Linked DNA regions of Mus musculus: all the other regions are linked to region 1. The links are chromatin contacts, called in public HiChIP or PLAC-seq and promoter capture Hi-C maps. All regions are on one chromosome and are shown on one strand. Each heading gives the region's core, a stretch centred on a gene start, on an enhancer-like site or on the middle of the called end of the contact. The rest is flanking DNA. Distances are from core to core; before and after follow the strand shown. Region 1 holds the start of Cyp4f17 (cytochrome P450, family 4, subfamily f, polypeptide 17). Region 2 holds the start of Zfp952 (zinc finger protein 952). Region 3 holds the start of Rrp1b (ribosomal RNA processing 1 homolog B (S. cerevisiae)). Region 4 holds the start of Zfp472 (zinc finger protein 472). Region 5 holds the start of Cyp4f13 (cytochrome P450, family 4, subfamily f, polypeptide 13). Region 6 holds the start of Zfp870 (zinc finger protein 870). Region 7 holds the start of Zfp799 (zinc finger protein 799).

Region 1 (2,853 bases), core at 238-2,737:
GGTTCAGAGGTTAAGGGCACTTGTTAATCTTGGAAAGGACATGGTTTTGATTTCTAAAACCTACAAGGTAGCTCACAGCCACCTATAACTCCAGTTCTGGGAGATCCAATGCCTTCTTCTGAACTCTTTGAGCAATAGGCACACACATGGTACACAAGCACCAATGTTGGCAAGATACATACATATAAAATATATATATAATATATAATATATATATATTATATATTTTATATATTATATAATATATAATAAATATATAAAAATATATTATATGTTTTATATATTATATACAATATATAATAAATCTCATTTAAAAAAAGAAAGAAGAAGAAGGAAGGAAGAAAGGAAAGAAAGAAAGAGAGAGAGAGAGAGAGAGAGAGAGAAAGAATTTTAAAAATTGGAGAGGAGGGATGTCAACTTCTGCCATTCAGCATCGCTGTCCCTCAAGAGACTCTGGCCAGCAGAGATGGGCTAAGAAAGGAGCATACCCAATTTATTCCACTAGAAAGGCTCAACTCCAACAACGTTAAGTGAAATAGCACATTGAGGGGGAGAGCTCTGCTCCCTCAACCTATCCTGGGGTGGGGTGGGGTGGGGGGCACTAACAACACAGAACAGGACTGAACAAGCAACAGAAAGAGATCTTAAAACATGAGTTCTTATCAGAATGTGATCCGAAGTTAGCTGGGAACGAGAAAGGGCAAAAAAGAAAAAAGCCTCAAAACGTGGTGTAGACAGAGGCCAGGAGTAGATATGCCGGGTATGTGACTAGATAGAGACTCACTCAGCCTCCCTCCCTCACCTCTCCACCCTCTCACGACTCCCAGGTTCCTAAGAGCCTTTCCTGACACACCAGACCTACCTGCTGCCACACTCACCATGCTCATGTGACCCCAAAACCAGTGCCGCGAAGGGGGCTCGGGGAAGCAGCGGAGACGGCAGTAGTTGTCATAGAAGGCACAAATCCAGGTCAGAATTCGAGCCAGGAACAAGGAGGCCCCAACCAACTGCAGAAGTTGCCATGGGAAGGCAGCTCCAGGCCCCAGTCCCAGCCAGGACAGGCCCAGCTGTAGCATCCTGCAAGAAAGATAGGCCAGAAGTGAGATCCTGAGGCCCAGGAGACAGAGGTGGCCCTCCATGGTCACTGGACAGAGATGGTGACTTAGAGGACTAGAACACAGGAAGGAAAAGGGACACCCAGGGCTACGGAGAGACAGAGAATCAGGCAGGAGAGAGGCAGATAGGATCTGTTTATAGTCTGCGTTGGCCTAGACTGAAGCACAGGTATGTAGCGTAGTAACTGGGAAATCAGGCCTGCCTGCAGAGCCACCCCAGCTGTAACAGAGCTTCCACTGTTCAGTAGGGGCCTTCCGTGTGTCCCAAGTCCGGCACCTTTTCTCAGGAGTAATGCGTCCCAGAAACGTCCGCTCTTCCCTGGAAATGTTTTTGATCCTGGCTACCGGCTGAGCAGGACGATGAGCTGGACTGAGCCAATCCCTCGGTGGCCCAGAGCCCTCCTCCCAGCCTGGGTAGAATATCAAAATGCGGGGGGCGGGGGCGGGGGCGGGGCGGGGGCGGGGCCAACCCGAAGCAATTGGAGCCAATCCAGGGTCACATGTCCAGGCAAGCAGGGTCCTCAGGATTCAACACCTTCCATCTGAACCAAGACAAAGGTGTCTAGAGACCCAAAGTTTACAATCTGTCCCGTTCTCACTAGGCTCCGCAGGTCCTCTGAGGACCTGCAGGCTAGAGGGCAGCAGGCAGTGTTTTCCAGTTCGGACTGAAAGGATCCGAGCCTCTGCCTACCAGCTGCACAACCTGGCAGAATTCTCCCTCCAAGTAATCCAGGTTCCGAGTGGAGACAAGACTTCCAGAAACAAAGAATCCGGCCGTGCTGGAACGGACTAAAAGAGATTCTGAAGATTAAAACTCCCAGCTGAGGGACCAGAGTTCAGTTAGGAAGTAGGTGGGAGGGGTCAAGCTGAGCCGCCAGTCGTGGGGAAATCCAGGCAGGCGAGAAGAGAGAGGGGGTTGTGGGCTCCGGGTCAGCAGCACCACGTTGAGAGCTCCAAGAGAAAAACACCATTCACAATACAAAGGCAGGCCCATCTGAATAACACTATTATTCATTCAACTGAAAGGGTAAAAGCCCAAGGATGCGCAAGTGACGGACTTCAAGCCGTAAAAGATATCTATAACTGCCAACCCAGACTGCTGCATCCAGAAAAGCTGTCTGTCATAAAGAAGGACATTTTTTTTAACTATCAGCGGTAAAAATAGAACAAAGGCATTTATGAGCACTGAGCCAGCTCTACAGAAGATGCTTGATAGAATCCTTCAGGCTGAAGAGGGGGAAATCAGGCCACAAAGTCCAGGAAATAAATAAATAAATAAATAAAACACACTAGAATATTATTAAAGCAAGAGAGGAAGAAGGAGGAAAACAAAATCAACAAAATTGCAGGAATCAACAAACACCTTTCAATAACTCGGGTGTTCTCAGTCTCAACTGCACCCCAGATAAAGGCACAAGCATGGATCTGCTGCTTCTAAGAAATATCTCACTACAAGAGGCAGATAAGATTCTAGCTCAGGGTGAAAGGACGCTAAGCTATCTCAGGGGACAGGAAGATGGCTCAGTGTGAATGCACCTGCAGCCAAGACTAACAGCTTCACTCTGCTCCATAGAACTGACCAGCATGATGAAAGGAGAGAATTGACTCCTGCAAACTGTCCTCTGGCCTCCACACCCATGGCATGACAGGCACGTGTGCCCACACACACACACACACACACACACACACACACACACACAAATAAATAAAATGTTAGTTCACAGACTTTTAAGGGTAT
Region 2 (2,853 bases), core at 135-2,634, 490 kb before region 1:
CAAAAACAGTTTCAACCATTTCAAGGAAAAAAATAAATGGTGCCTTTGTGTCAGGCTGATCATCCCCGACTTTCTTGATGGTCAGAGATTACTATCTACATAGAACAAGTAGTTGAAGGCAAAAACACCAAAGATTTAATATTTCTTCCAAGAACTGTATTCCAATTAAAGACTAATTGACGAACTCTCCTAATTCTTTCTGTTCGGAGAAACCCACCAAGGAAAACCAAATTACAGCTACATGAATCCCTTCCCTCAGGCTTTCCCCCCATTTTTCCATATTTCCACTTTTAACTATTTTGACCAGCATTATTATTCAAAAGAGAGCTCAAAAGCGAGGTTGAAATAGATTTCCAATGGAGAAAAATGCCCTCTACACAACAAGGAGCCTTTGCCTAACATAAATAAAGCCTCGGGTTCAACTGGCCCTACTGTAAGGAGACAGTTGTCTGAATCCACGCATCTCAAGGACAGCTTCACTATCCTGCTGACAGAAACAAACTGAGTCCGTGTTCCCAGGCCCAGGAACCAGCTCCTTTGCCCCTCATCATTTTGAGTTACTCACCAAATGTCCAGGATGAGGCCTGACCACCAAGATTCTGAGAAAAAAGCCTTGAAACCAGGTGGCCCAGGGGAGGCTTCATCACCAATGATTCCTTTACCCCTTTCCTGTGACAAGCCGCAGGAGTCATCAAAATCACATTGGCGACTCCCTTGCCCAACCCCTTATGTCAAAATACGGCTGGACAACGCTACAGCCCACTCACTCCACTCCCCTTTGCTCTGAGGTCTCATCCGAAATATGCTGTGCAATTTTCCTTCCGGGACGGGGTCTATGCTATTGTCCCTGACCGGTCAGGTTTTTCTGCTTAATTAAAATAAAGATCTTGCTTTGCTGGACTCTTGTGCCTGCTTGTGTTTTGTTTTGGGGGGACCCCCAACAGCTGAAAAAAATAAAGAAAACGAAAGAAAAACACACCGTGATCACGGAGGAAAACTACAGCAGGGCAAACGAAAGTGCAAGGGCAGAAAGACCCGCAACAGCGCTCACACACCCTCTGTCGTTCAAAACGCAGTTTGCGTTCAGCATCACCAATCTACCAGCGCTGCAAATTCTGCAGAGGTGTAAGTTCGAGGCATGGACCCACACTGAAAGGACTGGCATGAAACCCGTTTCGTAGTGAAGGGACAGAACTGGACCCTGGTCTCCTGGCAGTGTCACAGATCTGCCATCCTCGAAGCCAGGAGCCCGTGACACACTCACCATTCTCTGCTTTTGATGCATACTGTGTCCTCTCCAAGGAGCCTGAAATTAGAAGAAGTGACAGTAACCGAAGAAGAGTTGACACGACTCTTCCCGCAGCTGCACCGGCTTCAAGATGGTAGCAAGTGAGGAACCCTTCGATTATCTGCGCTTCTTATTGGACAGGGGAATAACAGCGCCGTTGATTGGTGAATAACTCCCCCTGCCTCCTACGAGCTTAATTAAAAAGAAATCAGCCTTTCTGAGTACCGCTGCAGCTAAAATCACAGTTGTCACTCATGACCCTTTTAGCTTGCTCTTCACTAGAACAAACCTGGCGCAACCTGAAGTTTTGTGGCATTTAAGGAAACATTCAGCAGGATTCTTAGTGCATGCGTTTTCCAACTACACACCCTATCCCCTAAAGAACTAATGCTACAGCTTTACAGTGGAGCCTCTAGTGTCAGTACCCCAAGGAGAAAACCCAAGACTTTTCCTTAGGAAGAGTCCCTATGTCAATCTGGGGGCATAGGGAAAAAAAGAGGACCTGACATGCAAGCTCAAGATTTGGGGAGGTTAAGCTAAAGCTTTCGCAAACCTTGTGTTTCAATATACCCGTTTTCTGCCAAGAAAATTAAAACATATCAACAATGAATTCAACTATAAATTGTCTGGAGAAAAATGGAATTGCACACCCGAAGTTTTCTACAAAGGATTCAACAGGTCTGAAAAGCAGCCTTTGGACGTCAGCCAAAAAGGTTTCTTTGCCCAAGGAAATCCTCTATATTCAGGAATGTAAAATGGTCTCAGCCTCCCAGATCAACACTGATTTTGGACCAAGAGCTTCACAGTGGATCTGTTAGGTTCGGGGAGAAGCCAAGAAAATTGATTTCAAAGACAGCAGCTTAAAATGAAAGTTTTATTCTCTGAGTACACAGAGAGGTAGCCAGCTCGGGATCTCTACTGCATACCTGAAGGGAAATAGTATAGCATATTAAAGGATGAAACCACAAGTTCAGGGGGAAGCCGGGTGGGCTGTAGCATTGTCCACTCATATTTTTTTTTAAAGATTTATTTATTACATGTAAGTACATTGTAGCTGTCTTCAGACATTCCAGAAGAGGGCGCCAGATCTCCTTACGGATGGTTGTGAGCCACCATGCGGTTGCTGGGAATTGAACTCAGGATCTTCAGAAGAGCAGTCAGTGCTCTTAACCGCTGAGCCATCTCTCCAGCCCGTCCACTCATATTTTGACACAATGGGTTGAACAAAGGAGTTTCCATTGTGGCTCTGCCCCTGACTGGGAGCAGTCAGTCAGGAAGGTGATGCACATTGGCGACTGGGCCTTATCTGGGGCCACCCAGTTTCAATGTCCTTGAAATCCTGGACATTTGGCCTGTAACTCAAAATGATAAGGGTGCAAAGGGGTGGGCAAGCTGCATGTAATCAGTTAGGTCATGACAGGCAATCAGTGTATAGATTTATGGCGTGTGTACCTTAGTTTCCTTAACAGGCAACTTCTTTTTTTTTTTTTTTTTTTATATATTCTTTACTGGTTATCAGACAAGCAAGAAGCATGTGAAACAACAGAATCAGAGTTGGTTCCTGG
Region 3 (2,853 bases), core at 125-2,624, 470 kb after region 1:
TTGCTTGCTCTGTGGCCCTGGCTGTCCTCTGCCTTCCAATGCTGGAATGAATGGTATGTGCTCTCACCTGTGGCAGATTTCAATCAAAAACCATTTAAAAAAATTTAATTGAGGTCTATGAGATTTGCTTGCTTCTATGTATGCACACCACGTGCATGCCCGATGTTAGCAGAGGTGAGAGGAGGTGACTCCTTTCCAGGAAAGGGTTGAGCTGCCACGTGGGTTCTGAGACTTGAACCGCTGAGCAATCTCTCCGCGCCCCCCCCCCCCCCGCCTTCAAATTTAAGTAGATTTAGCAACATGTAACTCAAACTTCAGCCAACTGGCTGCAACCTGAAACCCCCACAGTAGGCTGCAGTCTAGACTTTACGCATTCACTCAAGGAGTTACAGAACCTATTCTGGATCACTTAAATAAATCCCTGCAATGCATTCCACGGCAGCTAAAACACAAACGAAAAAGCCAGTGATGTGGCCACACTGCCCCCAGGTTCAATTTTATTTCAACATGCCTTGCGCGCCAACTTAGATTTCTCTGGCTTGGGGCACACTTAGCTCTTTCTTGCGTCTGCCTGGCCAGCTTCCTCTTGTCAAAATCTCAGCAGAGCACAGGAGGCTCCTTTAGAGGGACTTTCTCCTGCACTTTTCCACACTACCGGTATACATTCCCGCATTCACCCATACTCCACTCCATCGCCACGAGGTCCTGCCACCACATTGCCAGAGTTCCTCTCAGGGCAACTAACGCACTCCAGCGTCTACAGACACTATCCAAGGGAGGCAAAGAGAAACACAAACGAGCCTCGGTGAACTGGGCCAGTGGTGAGCTTGGACTCAGGGCCAGGAGCTCCGCCACACAGCCCGTAGCACCCGCACCCGCGCCCAATGGCGCTACCCTCGCCGCACGAAGCGGCGCGGACCCAGGCCCGCACCTGTGTCGCTCTGCGTCCTGGCGCTGAGATACTGCCGCAGCTTCCTCACGGCGCGGTCGCGGACGCCCTTCTCACTGGAGGCCAGCCGCTGGGCGAACTGGAACTCGGAAGACTGCATGGCGAGAGCCATCGCACTCGCTTCAGCATCCCCAGGCTGCGCGCGTGCCGCTCGCCGCCAAGCGATCCGGACTGCGTCTGCGTATGGGCTGCGGCGCGCGGGTGATGGCGTCACCGGTGCGCCGCTCGCCGCGCGCCCAGGGAGCCCGCGTGGCCCCTGTGCGGGTAGACGCCGTAGCAACGCTGCTTGAAGTGCGTCCTGAGAGTGGCCCAGGTTCAGGGCGATTGACAGGGCGGTTAGTTGGAGGTCAGGTCTCCTCCAGCAGAACGCCTACGGCTGGTTTGATGCAGTTTTAGAGTCTAAGCACAGCTAACAAAGGTCTATCGGGGAAGCGGCGATCCTGCTACTACCTCCATTCACTCGGCGGGCTTCCCTGGACAGACTTGAGACCCAGGAGGAAGGCCGTCATCCAGGCAGCCCAAGGCTGACGACAGCACAGGGGCAGCCCCCACAACCAACCCCCCGCCCCGTTTCCGCCAAGATAGTGCCTTGAGTTTTGATGTAGCATTATAGAGGGGGTGGCCAACCTCCCAATGTCCTGGGACAAGTGCAAAGGTGGAGAGGAGACCCTTGCAGCTTTTTAGGGCAGGTGTGAGATTTGTAGAGGAGCGAGAACAACCCATCCCTGCAGCATCAGGGGCACTTACAGAGGTGTGGTGTAGTGAGCAATCCTTTTTTGCAGGGTCCTAGGATAGATCTAGGGGTGTGTAGTGGCAAGACAGCAAGCCTTCCGCCGCATCTTGAGACAGGTGCAGGCTTGTTGAATGGGGAATCAGCAAATCCACACACACGACGTCTGGGTGAGATGCAGGGATGTCTATTGTAGAGGGAAATTTTGAGGATCTAACTTGACTCTGTAAGTCCTGCATTCAAAACACACAGTTCTAAGCAGTGGGTAGTGAGATTTTCAAACACCAGGACCAAAAATGCAAGCTGGGGAGCAAATGTTTTTTTGTTGTTGTTGTCGTTGTTTGTTTGTTTTGACTCACATTCCATATTACTGTTCGCCATGGAAGGAAGCCAGGACCAGACCTCACCCAGGACAGGACCCTGGAGGCAGGAGCTGATGCAGAGGCCATGGAGGGTGCTCCTTACCGCCGTGCTCTTTGCAGTTTGCTCAGCCTGTTTTGTTTTTGTTTGTTTGTTTTTTTTTTCGAGACAGGGTTTCTCTGTATAACCCTGGCTGTCCTGGAACTCACTTTGTAGGCCAGGCTGACCTCGAACTCAGAAATCCGAACCCAGGACCACCAGTCCAGGGATGGCCCCGCCCATAATAGGTGGGGTCCTCCCCATCAGTCACTAAGACAATGCCTTACAGGCCTGCTACAATCTGATTTTATAGAGACATTTTCTTTACTGAGGTTCCCTCCTCCCATGACTTTAGCTCGTGTCAAGTTGACATAAACCAGCACAAGCGGGAACATACTAAACCAACATAAAAGAAGGCTTTTAACAATTGTGCAAACTTTAGGGACATCTAAAACTCTACGTTATCAAACATGAGAATTATTAGATTAGTATATTCTTCCAAGCTTTGGTGATTTAATTTTGATTTTTTTTTTTTTACCCCCATGTAGCCCAGCCTAGATTTTCCCATGCTATGTAGCAAGTTTGTCTTGAACTCCAGCTTCCGCCACCCAAGTGCTGGCACAGAAGCACTTGGGGCCAAGGGACGATGAGGTTTTCCCTGCGCGGTTTCTCACAGTGTATAGGTTTGGTTGTAGCATCTTCTCTCTAAACAGGGAAGGACGGATTCTGCTTGACTCTCAGGCCTCACTTTGCAGGTAACAAGTCTGAAACGCAA
Region 4 (2,853 bases), core at 222-2,721, 460 kb before region 1:
ACCTGAAGCCAGGAAGGACTTCCCATCTTAACCCATGGGCCCAATGCAGGGGAAAGGGTGAAAAAAACCCACCAATCCCTTAACAGGAAATCCCAAGCTCAGGACTTGAACTCACACCACACCTCAATCTGGAAATTTCTGTCCACTCTCTAAGAAATCCTATCCAAGTCCTGCCCTTTGTCCAATTCTCCCATGTCAGTCAGCTCTGGGAGCAGAGGGCAGCCATCCCTCTCCATTTTTCTCTCCAATAAGTCTCCTTTATAAGATCTACTGCCTGGAGTGGCTCTCATCAGAAGAAGCTAAGAAGAAAAGAAGCAAAGAAGAGAAGAGAAAGGGCAGCTGAAGCCTGTAAGCTCCTAAACTCCTCAGCTCAGCTGGGGATACCCTCCTCTGGGAACTGCTGAGGAGGCTTCCTCTCAGAGCTGTGTGGTTCCTGGGCTCCCGTGTTTGAGGATGTCCTCATTGGGACACCTTTTCCCTTCAGAGCTGTATGTATGGCTCCTGGGCTTCCAAGTCCCAGAATACCCTCCCATATGAGCAGAAACACACGTAGCACTGTGGAGGATCTAGAGTTCCAGACTAGTTTGGTCTACATAACTCTTTCCAGACCAGCCAATGGTACCCAGTGAAATCCCGTATAAACGGACAGAACAACACAATCCCTCCCTGCCCTGGGCTTTTTCACTGCTATCGAGACTTTCCTTTGGAAAAGGTCTCCAAAATCTAACCTTTACTTCAGAAATGATCAGCTTAATTAATCAGTACATACAAATAGGGAATTTTGCCTATCACAGCTAACAAATCCAGCTGTGAACTCAGGATGAGGGATGGAGATACAGGTCTACAGGTCTATGGTAAAGCGTTCGCTTAGCATGAGACCTGAGGTTCCATCCCTAGTACTTTAAAAAAGAAGCCGAGAGAGAGAGAGAGAGAGAGAGAGAGAGAGAGAGAGAGAGAGAGAGAGAGAGAACACACGAGCACGAGCCTCTCTTCAGGATGACCACAGTGTAAAACTAAAGCAGGGAACAAGGAAATGAAAAAGTGCAAAACAGTGCACACCACCCACGTGCCTTCACCGCAGTCTGGACGCGGCGTCACCAACTTGGCAGCTGCAATGTCAGCGGAGGCTCGGGTTCGCGGCGCAGGCTCGTCATGGGAGGACTAGAAACTAGGGACGAAGCAGCTTCACAGGGAAGGGACAGGACGGGACTCCGCTAACAGAGCATACAACTCAAGTGCACCCGGGTTGACGGCACTCCCAAAGTCCATCTCAAATTGCTGCACACGTCGGGGAGCCGGCGCCACCTTACAGCAAAGCCGTGGCAGTGTCAGAACCCTCCGCCCACCTTCCAAGAGTCCAGGGCACACTCACCATTTCCTGCTTCTGATGCATCCAGGCGTTCTTCCTACTGAGCGGCAGTCGGCAGAACAGGCACCGGGAAGCTCAAGCACAACTCTCCTCCCTCCAGCTACCCGGAACTCAAATATGGCGGCAAGGGAGCCACCCTCCACTATCCGTGCTTCTTATTGGATAGCTCAGGGGAGTAACAGTCACCCTGGTTCGTGAATTATTCCGGACCCAACTCCTTAGAACTGAGTTATCAGGTTCAGCAACGCTTACCACCGAAATGGGTCTGTAAGTACAGATTGCAACAACTGCCCTGTCCAAGCTCATACCTTTTCTCCGAAATAAATGTGATTTCATCCTGGAGGGTTATCACATTTCAGAACACCTTCCAGCCCGGGAGTGGTGGTGCACTTTTTAATACCAGTTCCACGCTAGCTTTGTCTACGTTATTGAGTTTCGAGTCAGCCAGAGCTATATAGTCAGAATTCTCCCGTCTACACCACACACAGGTCCAGGGCTTCTGAAAGATTTGTTAGTTTTATGTGTCTACGTGGATGAATCCGTGTGTGCGCGAGTGCTCACTGAGGCCGGAAGACGGCAGAAGTCCACTCGCTTTTCCATTGAGGCAGGGTTTGTTTGTTTGTTTGTTTGTTTGTTTCACTCATCACTTTACCTGGGGCTCGGGTTTCCTTGGCTAATAATGGAAGCCAGCTAGCCACAGCGATCCTCTTATTTGAGCCGTCCTCATAGATAGTGATTCAGAAATGTGCAGGGGATCTCTAACGTGAGTGCTGGAATCTGAACTCCAGTCCTAGGTGTTTATCATGCGCCCTTATCCACCAACTCTCCAGCCCCATTCACAGCCTCTTGGGCTCAGCGGGCTCTTCCTGGTATTTTTTTTTTCCGACATACAAATAGTGTCATAACGTCACTTTTGAATAAATCCTTTGCTCTTCAATCAGAGTAAGCTGGGAAAAGCCATGATAGCAAACCAAAACTGATTTCTGTTTAAATTCCTCTGTGAAATAACTTTGATTATGTTCACTCTGATTGGCTTTTTAAAAATCCCTCTGCCTTAATAAACATCCTTCTACTTTCATTTTGCCTACTTAGGCTCATCATATAAAAGCAAACATGTAATATCTGTTGATTTGAGCCTGGCTCATTTCCCTAACATGATGATCTCCAGTTCCGTGTTTTTTTTTTTTTTTTTTTTTTTGCAAACAACATTCTTTTGTGGATGAATAATACTTCACTTTCATAAATACCACATATATTCTATCCATTTGTTCCTCCACTGCTAGGCTCCTTGGGTGACTCCATCACTTGGATGCTCAATGCTGCAATAAATATGTGTGCAGGAATCTTAGTTACATGGTGACATTTACTCTCTTCGTGTATATCTAGAACGGTATAGCTGGATAAAATGACTTAATTTTTAGTTTGGGGTTTGATGTTAAATACCAAAGCTTGTGTGTTGAAGATATGGTCCGCGGATGCTGCTT
Region 5 (2,853 bases), core at 199-2,698, 440 kb before region 1:
TCAGTCTGCTTTCATGTACACTTGAGGACTCACCTGCCCAGGGATGGCACCAGGCACAGTGGGCTGGGCCCTTCCACATCAGCCATTAATCAAGAAAATGCTCTATGGACTTCCCTACAGGTATCCTGATGGAAACACTTTCTCGGTCGAGATATCTCTTTCCCAGAAAGGCCAACATGGTACATACTCACTTCTAAGAGGATATTAGCTGCAAAGGATAACTGCGCTACAGTCCACACCCAGAGATGCTAAAGATGGCTCAAAGTGGTACAGATGGGTCTCTCTGGGAAGGAGAAATAAAATAGATTCCAAGGGTGGACTGGGACAGATAGAACAGGAAGGAATAGGTGGGGGTGGGAGAAAATACTGGGAGAACTGGGAGATGGGGGTAGGGCATTTTTGGGGTGAGGAGAAATGACTAGAATGGGAGGCACTTTGGGGGTGAGGTAGAAACCTAGTACAATGGAAACTTCCAGGAGGCCAACCCTACTGAAAACTCCTAGCATAAAACTCCTAGCCTGAACCAGCCCATTTTCAATAACCGGGCAAGGCTTCCAGTTCATTGCTTAGGATACCAAGCCAGCCACAAAACCCTCAGTCCACAATTTGTCTTACCTGCAAGATGTGTTGGGCTAGGTGGCACAGAAGGAACTCGGGGAAGTTGCCAATTTATTACTGGTCCAACTTCAGATCCACACCATGAGAGGAAACCCATGCCTGGCACTGCTGGAGGGTCAGGAGACAGAGGCTGGATAGTCCAGCCACCTAGGATAGAACAAAACATGACCAGCAAAATAAAATAAAATAGAAGTTTCCTGACCCCCAATATTTAACGCATATCTATGACATCAGCCCACGCCCAGATCTGACCTTCAGCCTGTGTCCCCTCTGCTCACGGCCCCTTTTAGCTGTTCCCTCAGATCTCTGAGCTTCAGCCTCACATGAGCTTAACCTACACTCTCTGACCCAGTGGGTTCCAGCAGGGTTGCAATTATTGGTCCACCTAGAACCTAGGGTTCAAGAAGGAAGAAATCGATCTCTGCCAGGCTGTGCAGCTGTTGGGCGTGGGGAGAGGAGAGGAAATGCATTTCAGAGCCTCACAGTTCTGCATGCTGTTACCCAGACAACTATGCAGAGGAGCTAGAGAGATTTATCTGCCACCCCTTAGCCCTTGGAGGGCAGGTGCACTCCTAAACTTGGAATCTCCTTTGTAACTCCTTTGTCTCTGGTTCAGGCAGAAAGGTTAAACGCTGAGGATGCCCCACCTAAGCCTATGACTCTCAGTCTAGTTCCATCCCTTTAAGGTTGGACCCGCCCCCACTGGCCTTGGCTGCCTGCCCAGGCTTGGAGGTTGGGCTGAGGGTTGGAGGGATTGGTTGGTTCAGCCCAGCTGAACTTCCCATACAGCTTCCGGGACAAAATGTTTTCAGAGAAGACAGGAAGTTGTGGAAGATTCGCTGCTCGTGAGAGAAGGTGCCGGGGTGGAAGGCAACAAGGCGAGTTCTGGCTCAGAACAGGGAGAGCTCTGCCCACAGCTGGAATGGCTGTAGGGAGCTGACCTTGGAGACTTTTGGTCTCCTGGAAATTGCGCCCGTAGTTTATTCTTCAGGCTGAGGCCCTCTAGAATGCTAACAGTCCTGCCTGTTGTGTTCTTCCTCTTCTCTCTCAATGTTCATTCTTCTTCCTGCGCTGCCCCCAAGTCCTCCCAGTCTATATCGCTAGCTATATTCCTATCTAGTAAACGGGCCTGTCCCCACCCTTCTCCGGAGCCTCAGAATTTCACCTTCTGCCTATTTGCCCTGCAGGATGCTACAGCTATGTCTGTCCTGGCTGGGAATGGGGTCCCTGACTGCCTCTCCGTGGCATCTACTGCTGCTGGGAGGGGCATCTTGGATTCTAGCCCGAATTCTGGCCTGGATCTATGCCTTCTATGACAACTGCAGTCGCCTTCGTTGCTTCCCTCAGCCCCCTAAACCGAGCTGGTTCTGGGGTCACTTGGCCTTGGTGAGTGTGGCAGTAGGTAGGTCTCTGGGTAGATGTGTTTCCAACGTGTTTGGAAAGATACTGTGGCACTTGGGTCAGGAGAGGTTTGGAACACAGGACAGTAGAGAAGTGAGGGGAGACATAGGGAGACCTCTCCGCCCCAGCAGCCAGTCCACTCTTGCCTTGCCTCTCCAGGATCCGAGCCTTTCTCCTTTCCTCCCTTCCTTGCTCCCAGCCTGCTTTAGGTCACATTATGATCAAAACTCATGATCTGAGGTCTCTTCCCCTCGTTAATGCAAAACTGCTCCCAGGATGGGCAGCACAGAGCAGGGACAGCCCCAGTCCACTCAGTTTCCACCGAAGAGTTTGAGGCTTCAGTGCATCATGCCAAGATCTGGCCCCTGCCTAGTCCATCCTTGTCCTTGGGCTAGTGTCTGTACCCGATGGGCAGAGAGAGATGTGAGTAGTATCTCTTCCCTTAAACTCCTCGGGGCCTGATGCTTTCTTATCTTGCTCTTCACTCTCAAGAACCATCAGTGGACTCTATTTTCCAATTTGAGCAGTAGTTGAGCTTTTTGGTTTTGTTTATGGTACTGAGTTGAAGCAAGCTCTTGGCCGCTGGGCTGCATCCCAGTCTGACTGTTCTTTTTCACCAGGGACCCTTCTGGCCTCTCCAGTTGTGGTTACACTTCCACTGGCCTCATTCCTAGTGCCCCTTGCTCCATGCTGCACTGGTTCCCTACTGCCAGAGTCACACTTAACATTTCAGTGTCACCTAAAAGGGTTTCACCTCCAATACCATCGATTCAAACGCTGCTTTCTCCCATAGCCCCTTTTCCTCCCAAAATCTGTATTCACGTTTGTCATTCC
Region 6 (2,853 bases), core at 236-2,735, 390 kb before region 1:
TCCAGCCTTGTGTTCTGAGCAACTACTGGGTTCTTGGACTTTCTGTTCAAAGTCAGTCATTGTTGGACTAGTTAGACCACAGCCTGTAAATTATTTTATACATCTCTCTCCCGCTGTGTGTGTGTGTGTGTGTGTGTGTGTGTGTGTGTGTGTGTGTGTGTGTTCTGTTATGCTAAAGAACCATGTGGTGGTTTGAATTGCTTGGCAAGGCCCAGGGAGTGGCACTTTTAAGACTTGTGGCCTTGTTAGAGGAAGTATGTCATTGTTGCAGTGGACTTTGAGGCTCCTAGTGTTCAAGCTCTGCCCTGTGCAGAAGAGAGTCCCTTCCTGGCTGCCTGGAGAAGACAGTCTCCTCCTGGATGCCTTCTGATTAAGATGTAGGACTCCCAACACTTACAGTACCATATCTGTCTGGAGGCTGCCATGCTTTCCACCATGATGATAATGGACCGAACCTCTGAAACTGTAAGCCAGTCCCAATTAAATGTTTGCCTTTATAAGAGTTGCCTTGGACATGGTGTCTCTTCACAGCAATAAAACCCTAATTAATACAAACCCTAACACACAGCAAGAGCAGATGTTTATTGGTCTGAGAAAATAAGGCCTCCAAACCTGAACACATCACAAAGGCTCTGAAAATCCGTTTTTGCAGTAGAGAGCAGGGCAGGAGGGCACTGATTTCAACAGGCCCAGAAACTGGTTTTCTGGGTAAACATTTTTTGTTTTTGTTTTGTTTGGTTTTTTGCTTTTTGTTTTTGTTTTTGTTTTGTTTTGTTTTTTTTTTTTTGAAACTGCAGGGTGAGAGACAAGTCAGGTTGCCTATTTTTGTCAATTTGTTTGTTTGTTCGAGACAGGGTTTCTCTGTATAGCCCTGGCTGTCCTGGAACTCACTCTGTAGACCAGGCTGGCGTCGAACTCAGAAATCTGCCTGCCTCTGCCTCTGCCTCCCAAGTGCTGGGATTAAAGGCATGCGCCACCACCACCTGGTTATTTTTGTGAATTTTATTGGTGGAATAGTTCGCAAAGTCTTGTACAGACTGGCGGTATAGCGGTGGGATGTGGGAAGATGAGAGCGGGCTGAGAGGTTTCCTTTAATAAGGCCCTTCCTCCTAATCCTACTCAAAGCAGCTCTTAAGAGTTGTCTCCGTGACCAGAGTCTGGAATTCTCTTGCTCTGACCCCATTCTTAGGAGGAAGAATTAGGAACGGCTCACTGTGAATTGTTACAAGCAAGAGAACAAACTTCGCTTGCATGCACACAGTCACCCAGACAGGGCTAGAACGCAGGGGTCTAGAGTGAAATCTGCTTGCTAATTTGCCTAATAAAACTTGTATGCCCTGTCACTAGCGCTCCAGGACCTGAGCCAAGGGCTCGCTGGCCTATCCGGAGAAAGGTTAGGCTCGCTGGCCTATCAGGGTAAAGGTTATTACTTTAGTGTCTGAAGTGTCCAATGAGAAGTACGCTTCTTGCATGAGGGGCTTTGTCTGACCGAGGTCTGTTTCCTTAAACCCCCTCCCCAGCCCCCCAAATTAGGCATGTTTGTGTTATTTGGAAGTATGTCCTAGATGCCAGGCCTAGATATCAGAGTCGCCTTCACTGACAGCAGGAGCCGCAGGAGCACACCAGGACACTCCGGGGCTGGAAATGGTACGTTCGGCCTGTGACTTAGATGTGGGCAGGATGCTGCGGCAGCAGACGGAGACCGCAATGGGAGCAGGTCTTGCAAGACAGCTGAGTCTGCAGCGGAGTCTCATCTGGCTCCGCTGGGTCTTGCCGCTCCGATTCCGCTGGGTGGAGCTGGTCCATCAGACAGAGCGGTGGTCTCTTCCTCTCTGAGCGCTCAGCGCTGCAGCGTCTGGGGTCAGCTGGGCTTCTCCACCAAGGTCTCGGGAGGATCCTGAGGAGCCAACTCTGGGAGTTGGATTGGGACTCTTCTACGGGGGATGAAGGTGGAGCTGCGTGGATGATGAAGGTTAGGACACGAGTCCTATAACTGCTTCGTCCTCCCCTGAAAATCTCGACACACCCTATGCAGTGTCTCAGGGCGCAGCTACCCAGAGGACTTTGTGATTCTCAGTGTTGAGAGAGAGAGATGGGGTGGGGGGTGCCGGGGTGTGTGTGTGCGGGGGAGGGGGGTTAGACATATTGGAGCAGCGAGTGGCCCCATCCTTTCTGGAATAAATGCCCATAGTGCAGTGACTCTCAACCTTCCTAATGTTCATTTTGTGATCCCATCCATAAAATTACCTTTGTTGCTCCTTTATAACTGCAATTCTGCTACCGTTATGAACCGTAATGTAAACATCTGATATGCAAGATATCTAACATACAACCCTTGAGGCTGGTACTGGTCCTGGACTCACAGATCTGCCTAGTTCTGCTCTCCAGTGCTGGGATGAAAGATGTGCACTTCCACACCTAGTGATTCCAGTTTGAATCCCTAACATCAACCAGCAGATCACACGGGGACATTTCACACAACCAGAGACAACACAGGTTACAAATGGCTAGGAAATAGTTAAAGAGCCTGCAGAATCCGTCTGTCCTGAAGACACAGGTAGAGAGCTGAGGTAGGTGAGGGGGGAGTCTCCAGGGGACCAGCTAAGGCTTGGCAGTGCAGGTACGTAGATGCCAAATGCCTCTTGGGAGGACAGGCTATTGGATGGTGACTTTCAGGTGGGCTGAATATTTTGCCACGAAGAAACTGCTGTGGTGAGGGACATGGTGATCCAGGAGTTGACAATTTTGCTGGCTTTTGACAGCTGACCCTGCCACTCTCTGGTTTTAGTCTCAGGTAAGAGGGTTCCATCTGTTGTGGACCAAAAGCCCCTGTGTCTGGTGTTTCTGGTATGA
Region 7 (2,853 bases), core at 97-2,596, 320 kb before region 1:
GTCTATGTCTTTTTATTGAGGAATTGAGTCCATTGGTGTTAAGAGATATTAAGAAATAGTGATTGTTGATTCCTGATATTTTTGTTGTTTGAGGTGGAATTATGTTTGTGTGGCTGTCTTCTTTTGGGTTTGTTGAAAGAAGATTACTGTCTTGCTTTTTCTAGGGTGTACTTTCCTTTCTTGTGTTGGAGTTTTCCTTCTATTATCCTTTTTAGGTCTGGATTTTTGGAAAGATATTGTGTAAATTTGTTTTTGTCATGGACTATCTTGCTCTCTCCATCTATGGTAATTGAGAGTTTTGCTGGATATAGTAGCCTGGGCTGGCATTTGTGTTTTCTTAGGGTCTGTATGACATCATATTTCTTACTGTCTTAGCTGAAGAATCAAAAAAGGAAAAAAAAATCTAATGAAGGTAGAGATCTCTGTAGAAGAGGCAGTGTAATGTTTGTAAGACCAGAGGAGATGGGTGACTTCAAGAAAACAGTGTTTTCCAGATAAGCAGGGTTGGTGCACATAAGAACTCAGAGAGACAGTGGCTACATGTACAAGACCTACATAAGTTCAATAAAGTTAGACAAAAATCCCAGCCCAGGGAAGGGGAAGTGGTAGCAAAGTCCCACTCCTAATCAAGATGCTAGGAGAGCGAAAATTGTTTTTCCTTAATGGAGTGACACAGGGAACATCAACCACACTCCAAATGAGGCCCCGTATGTGGGAGCAGCTGGCCAACACAAAGCAGAAATTTGTTGTCGCTTGCTTGTTTGATGAGATGATACATGAGGGGGTTTGGAAGACCTGTGCTTTTGAGGAAGGAGGCTGATTATTTTTATTTTTTTCATTTTATTATTTTGTGTGTGTGTGCAGGTATATTTTTCCTGCAGGTATGGTTTGTGCACCCATTGCATGCATGGTGCCCTTGGAGGCAAAAATAGGGCATCAGGCATCAGATCCCCTGGAATTAAGAGTTACAGACAATTGTGAACCACGATGAGGTTCTGGAAAGCCAACCCGAGTTCTCCAGAAGAACTTCAAAGGAGCCATCTCCCTAGCCCCAACCCTTTGACTTTTGCCCTTCTGGGATCATCAAAATATCTTGTGTGGTGATATTGAAACATGAGCTATAAATAAATGTACCAAAAAGGAACGATAAAAGTAGTGCATCTGAGAAAAAACCTTGGTGGGGCCAGGTGCTCTCCAGAGTAGGAACCAGGGTCAACTGTGAAGTCTTCCAGGGAGGAAGGAGATGTTTCTATTGTCACTCAGGATTCAGGAGGCAGGCTCACGGATTGTTGGCCAATCAAGGAGAACGTTTGGTAGCTGTGTGAACTGCCCAATGAGGAGTTTCGGTCTTCGGTGACGTAGAAAGCACAACATTTGGGGTGCCATTGTGTGTCCCCGCCATATTGTCGTCCTGTGTCTTTGACTGCGGCCCCCAGGTCTCTCTCCTCGGTATCTCTGTCCCCCCTACTGACAGCGGGAATCGCAGGAGGTCACCTGGACACCCGGTGACTGGAAATGGTGCGTGCGCAGGCTGTAGGGAGGAGGCTACTGTAAGCGGAGGCGGCAGTGGGGACGCGGCCTTCCAGGGCAGCTGAGTCTGCATCTCATCTGCTCTGCTGGGCCGCGCTGCCCGGGTCCCTCTGGATGGAGCTGGACCAGCAGGCAGAGCTGCGGTCCTGTCCTTTGCTGAGAGCTCAGTGCTGCGGGGTCTCAGGTCAGCTGGGCGCTTGCAGCCTGCGTCTCCGCAGTCTGGGAGGTGTAGGCGGAGAGTCGTGGGGAACCGTGGGTTTGGGCTCTTGTAAGGGGATTTGTAGGAAAACCGCGAGGTGAGCCCGGGTTCTATGCACGTTGTCAAAAAAAAAAAAAAAAAAAAAAAAAAAAAAAAAAAAGTAGGCTGCATTTATGTCTGCTCAGTGTCCCAATTTACTTAACAGTCAGTCATTTCTCAGCCTTTATCGGCTAGGATTTGATGAGTACACCTGGTTATCCTTGAGAGCTGGCCATTGGCAACCACGATGCATTTATCCCTATCTTAAGTATTACTATCAATAGGCAGGTAACACATGACCATTTAACACAATGGTATACAAAGTGCAAGTTACTAAATGGTTAGAAAGGCTGAAAATATAGGAGGTTCTCAAGTTGGAGGCAGAGAACTGGTAAGACTTATCAGTGAGGGTGTAGAATGTCCAATGCACGTTCCGAGCACAGGCTGTTGTTAGAAGGCCTGTTTGAAGTGAGCTGAGGTCCTAGAGCTGGAGTCCTAGGGTAGAGACGGGGCTTTTCCTGTGATAAGTTTTCTGGCTTTTGACAATTGACCCTATGACCCGTCAACCAGCTTGTTGCAGTTTCTATAGTCTCAGGCAGGGGGTTATATCTGGTTAGGCTGGTGAGTTTTATGTGCATGTATATATGATTTGGTATATTGTCAGGCGTCATTATTGAGACAGATTATTAAATTGTGCCTTTATTTGTTCTTTGTTGATATTGATATTCAGAATAAACCAGTGCAGAGTTTTTGCTTAACAAAACAGTCATGTAGGCCAGAAAGCTGATAGTTCCCAAAGCACAGAGTATCCCAGAACAGCCCCACCCCACCCTGTCTTCTCTCACATTTCAGTGACATCCGCTAGTCCTATGAGAACATGCCTATGGGTTTCACTCAAGGGAAGTTTCCTCTAAATTCCATGACTTGTATTCTTAGCCTAAGGATTCTTATAACTCTCAATAAATGCCTGACTTTCCAAACCCTTTTGACATTGCTGGACTTACTGAAAAGGAAAATTCACGTGCATGGCTTGCTCAGATTGGTCCTTATCATAAGTATTACTGGTCACGTGCATGGCTTGCTCA

Evidence for each region. Promoter capture Hi-C pulls out the DNA fragments that hold promoters and counts their contacts. HiChIP or PLAC-seq counts read pairs in DNA pulled down with a chosen protein or histone mark. Capture Hi-C pulls out chosen DNA fragments and counts their contacts.
Region 2: an H3K4me3 HiChIP or PLAC-seq map of embryonic stem cells shows a contact between it and region 1, with 4 times the contacts expected there. The contact joins the promoter of Zfp952 here to the promoter of Cyp4f17 in region 1. A contact is called at or near these places in 2 of 115 datasets of contacts at active chromatin or transcription factors (both in embryonic stem cells) and 2 of 9 other capture datasets (adipose tissue and macrophages).
Region 3: a contact with region 1 is called in an H3K27ac HiChIP or PLAC-seq map of T-cell acute lymphoblastic leukemia, with 5 times the contacts expected there. The contact joins the promoter of Rrp1b here to the promoter of Cyp4f17 in region 1. A contact is called at or near these places in 11 of 39 promoter capture datasets (the 3T3-L1 cell line, 3T3-L1-derived adipocytes, the C10 cell line and 7 more), 1 of 15 datasets of contacts at CTCF or cohesin (pro-B cells), 30 of 484 Hi-C or Micro-C datasets (the Ba/F3 cell line, the C10 cell line, CD4 T cells and 18 more), 9 of 115 datasets of contacts at active chromatin or transcription factors (the SCID.adh cell line, T-cell acute lymphoblastic leukemia, bone marrow-derived dendritic cells and 5 more) and 1 of 9 other capture datasets (embryonic stem cells).
Region 4: a promoter capture Hi-C map of adipose tissue shows a contact between it and region 1. The contact joins the promoter of Zfp472 here to the promoter of Cyp4f17 in region 1. A contact is called at or near these places in 3 of 39 promoter capture datasets (3T3-L1-derived adipocytes, embryonic stem cells and hematopoietic stem and progenitor cells), 7 of 115 datasets of contacts at active chromatin or transcription factors (bone marrow-derived macrophages, embryonic stem cells, epiblast stem cells and 1 more) and 4 of 9 other capture datasets (adipose tissue, embryonic stem cells, liver and 1 more).
Region 5: a contact with region 1 is called in a promoter capture Hi-C map of stem cell-derived epiblast-like cells, with 4 times the contacts expected there. The contact joins the promoter of Cyp4f13 here to the promoter of Cyp4f17 in region 1. A contact is called at or near these places in 4 of 39 promoter capture datasets (the 3T3-L1 cell line, embryonic stem cells, liver and 1 more), 3 of 115 datasets of contacts at active chromatin or transcription factors (bone marrow-derived macrophages, epiblast stem cells and stem cell-derived neural progenitor cells) and 1 of 9 other capture datasets (embryonic stem cells).
Region 6: a contact with region 1 is called in an H3K27ac HiChIP or PLAC-seq map of epiblast stem cells, with 3 times the contacts expected there. The contact joins the promoter of Zfp870 here to the promoter of Cyp4f17 in region 1. A contact is called at or near these places in 3 of 39 promoter capture datasets (the C10 cell line, cranial neural crest and pre-B cells), 4 of 115 datasets of contacts at active chromatin or transcription factors (bone marrow-derived macrophages, epiblast stem cells, pancreatic cancer cells and 1 more) and 1 of 9 other capture datasets (embryonic stem cells).
Region 7: a promoter capture Hi-C map of hippocampal neurons shows a contact between it and region 1, with 2.4 times the contacts expected there. The contact joins the promoter of Zfp799 here to the promoter of Cyp4f17 in region 1. A contact is called at or near these places in 5 of 39 promoter capture datasets (the C10 cell line, embryonic stem cells, hippocampal neurons and 2 more), 1 of 15 datasets of contacts at CTCF or cohesin (the NIH/3T3 cell line), 2 of 115 datasets of contacts at active chromatin or transcription factors (embryonic stem cells and neural tube) and 1 of 9 other capture datasets (pancreatic islet).

The regions. Positions count from the first base shown.
Region 1 is chr17:32,505,118-32,507,970 of GRCm38.p6, reverse strand. Cyp4f17 (cytochrome P450, family 4, subfamily f, polypeptide 17) reads right to left here and starts at 1,487. Exons shown (of 13, transcript NM_001101445.2): 1 at 1,393-1,487; 2 at 879-1,077. The coding sequence starts at 1,076.
Region 2 is chr17:32,991,670-32,994,522 of GRCm38.p6, reverse strand. It overlaps Zfp952 (zinc finger protein 952), which reads right to left and starts at 1,384. Exons shown (of 4, transcript NM_001045559.1): 1 at 1,265-1,384. The coding sequence starts at 1,285.
Region 3 is chr17:32,034,683-32,037,535 of GRCm38.p6, reverse strand. It overlaps Rrp1b (ribosomal RNA processing 1 homolog B (S. cerevisiae)), which reads right to left and starts at 1,374. Exons shown (of 16, transcript NM_028244.2): 1 at 932-1,374. The coding sequence starts at 1,061. It also overlaps a transcript of Hsf2bp not described here.
Region 4 is chr17:32,964,449-32,967,301 of GRCm38.p6, reverse strand. Zfp472 (zinc finger protein 472) reads right to left here and starts at 1,471. Exons shown (of 4, transcript NM_153063.3): 1 at 1,373-1,471. The coding sequence starts at 1,393. It also overlaps the pseudogene Cyp4f41-ps.
Region 5 is chr17:32,945,956-32,948,808 of GRCm38.p6, reverse strand. It overlaps Cyp4f13 (cytochrome P450, family 4, subfamily f, polypeptide 13), which reads left to right and starts at 1,448. Exons shown (of 13, transcript NM_130882.1): 1 at 1,448-1,496; 2 at 1,806-2,004. The coding sequence starts at 1,807.
Region 6 is chr17:32,890,235-32,893,087 of GRCm38.p6, reverse strand. It overlaps Zfp870 (zinc finger protein 870), which reads left to right and starts at 1,485. Exons shown (of 4, transcript NM_207245.2): 1 at 1,485-1,647. The coding sequence starts at 1,645.
Region 7 is chr17:32,828,754-32,831,606 of GRCm38.p6, reverse strand. It overlaps Zfp799 (zinc finger protein 799), which reads left to right and starts at 1,346. Exons shown (of 4, transcript NM_177359.5): 1 at 1,346-1,518. The coding sequence starts at 1,516.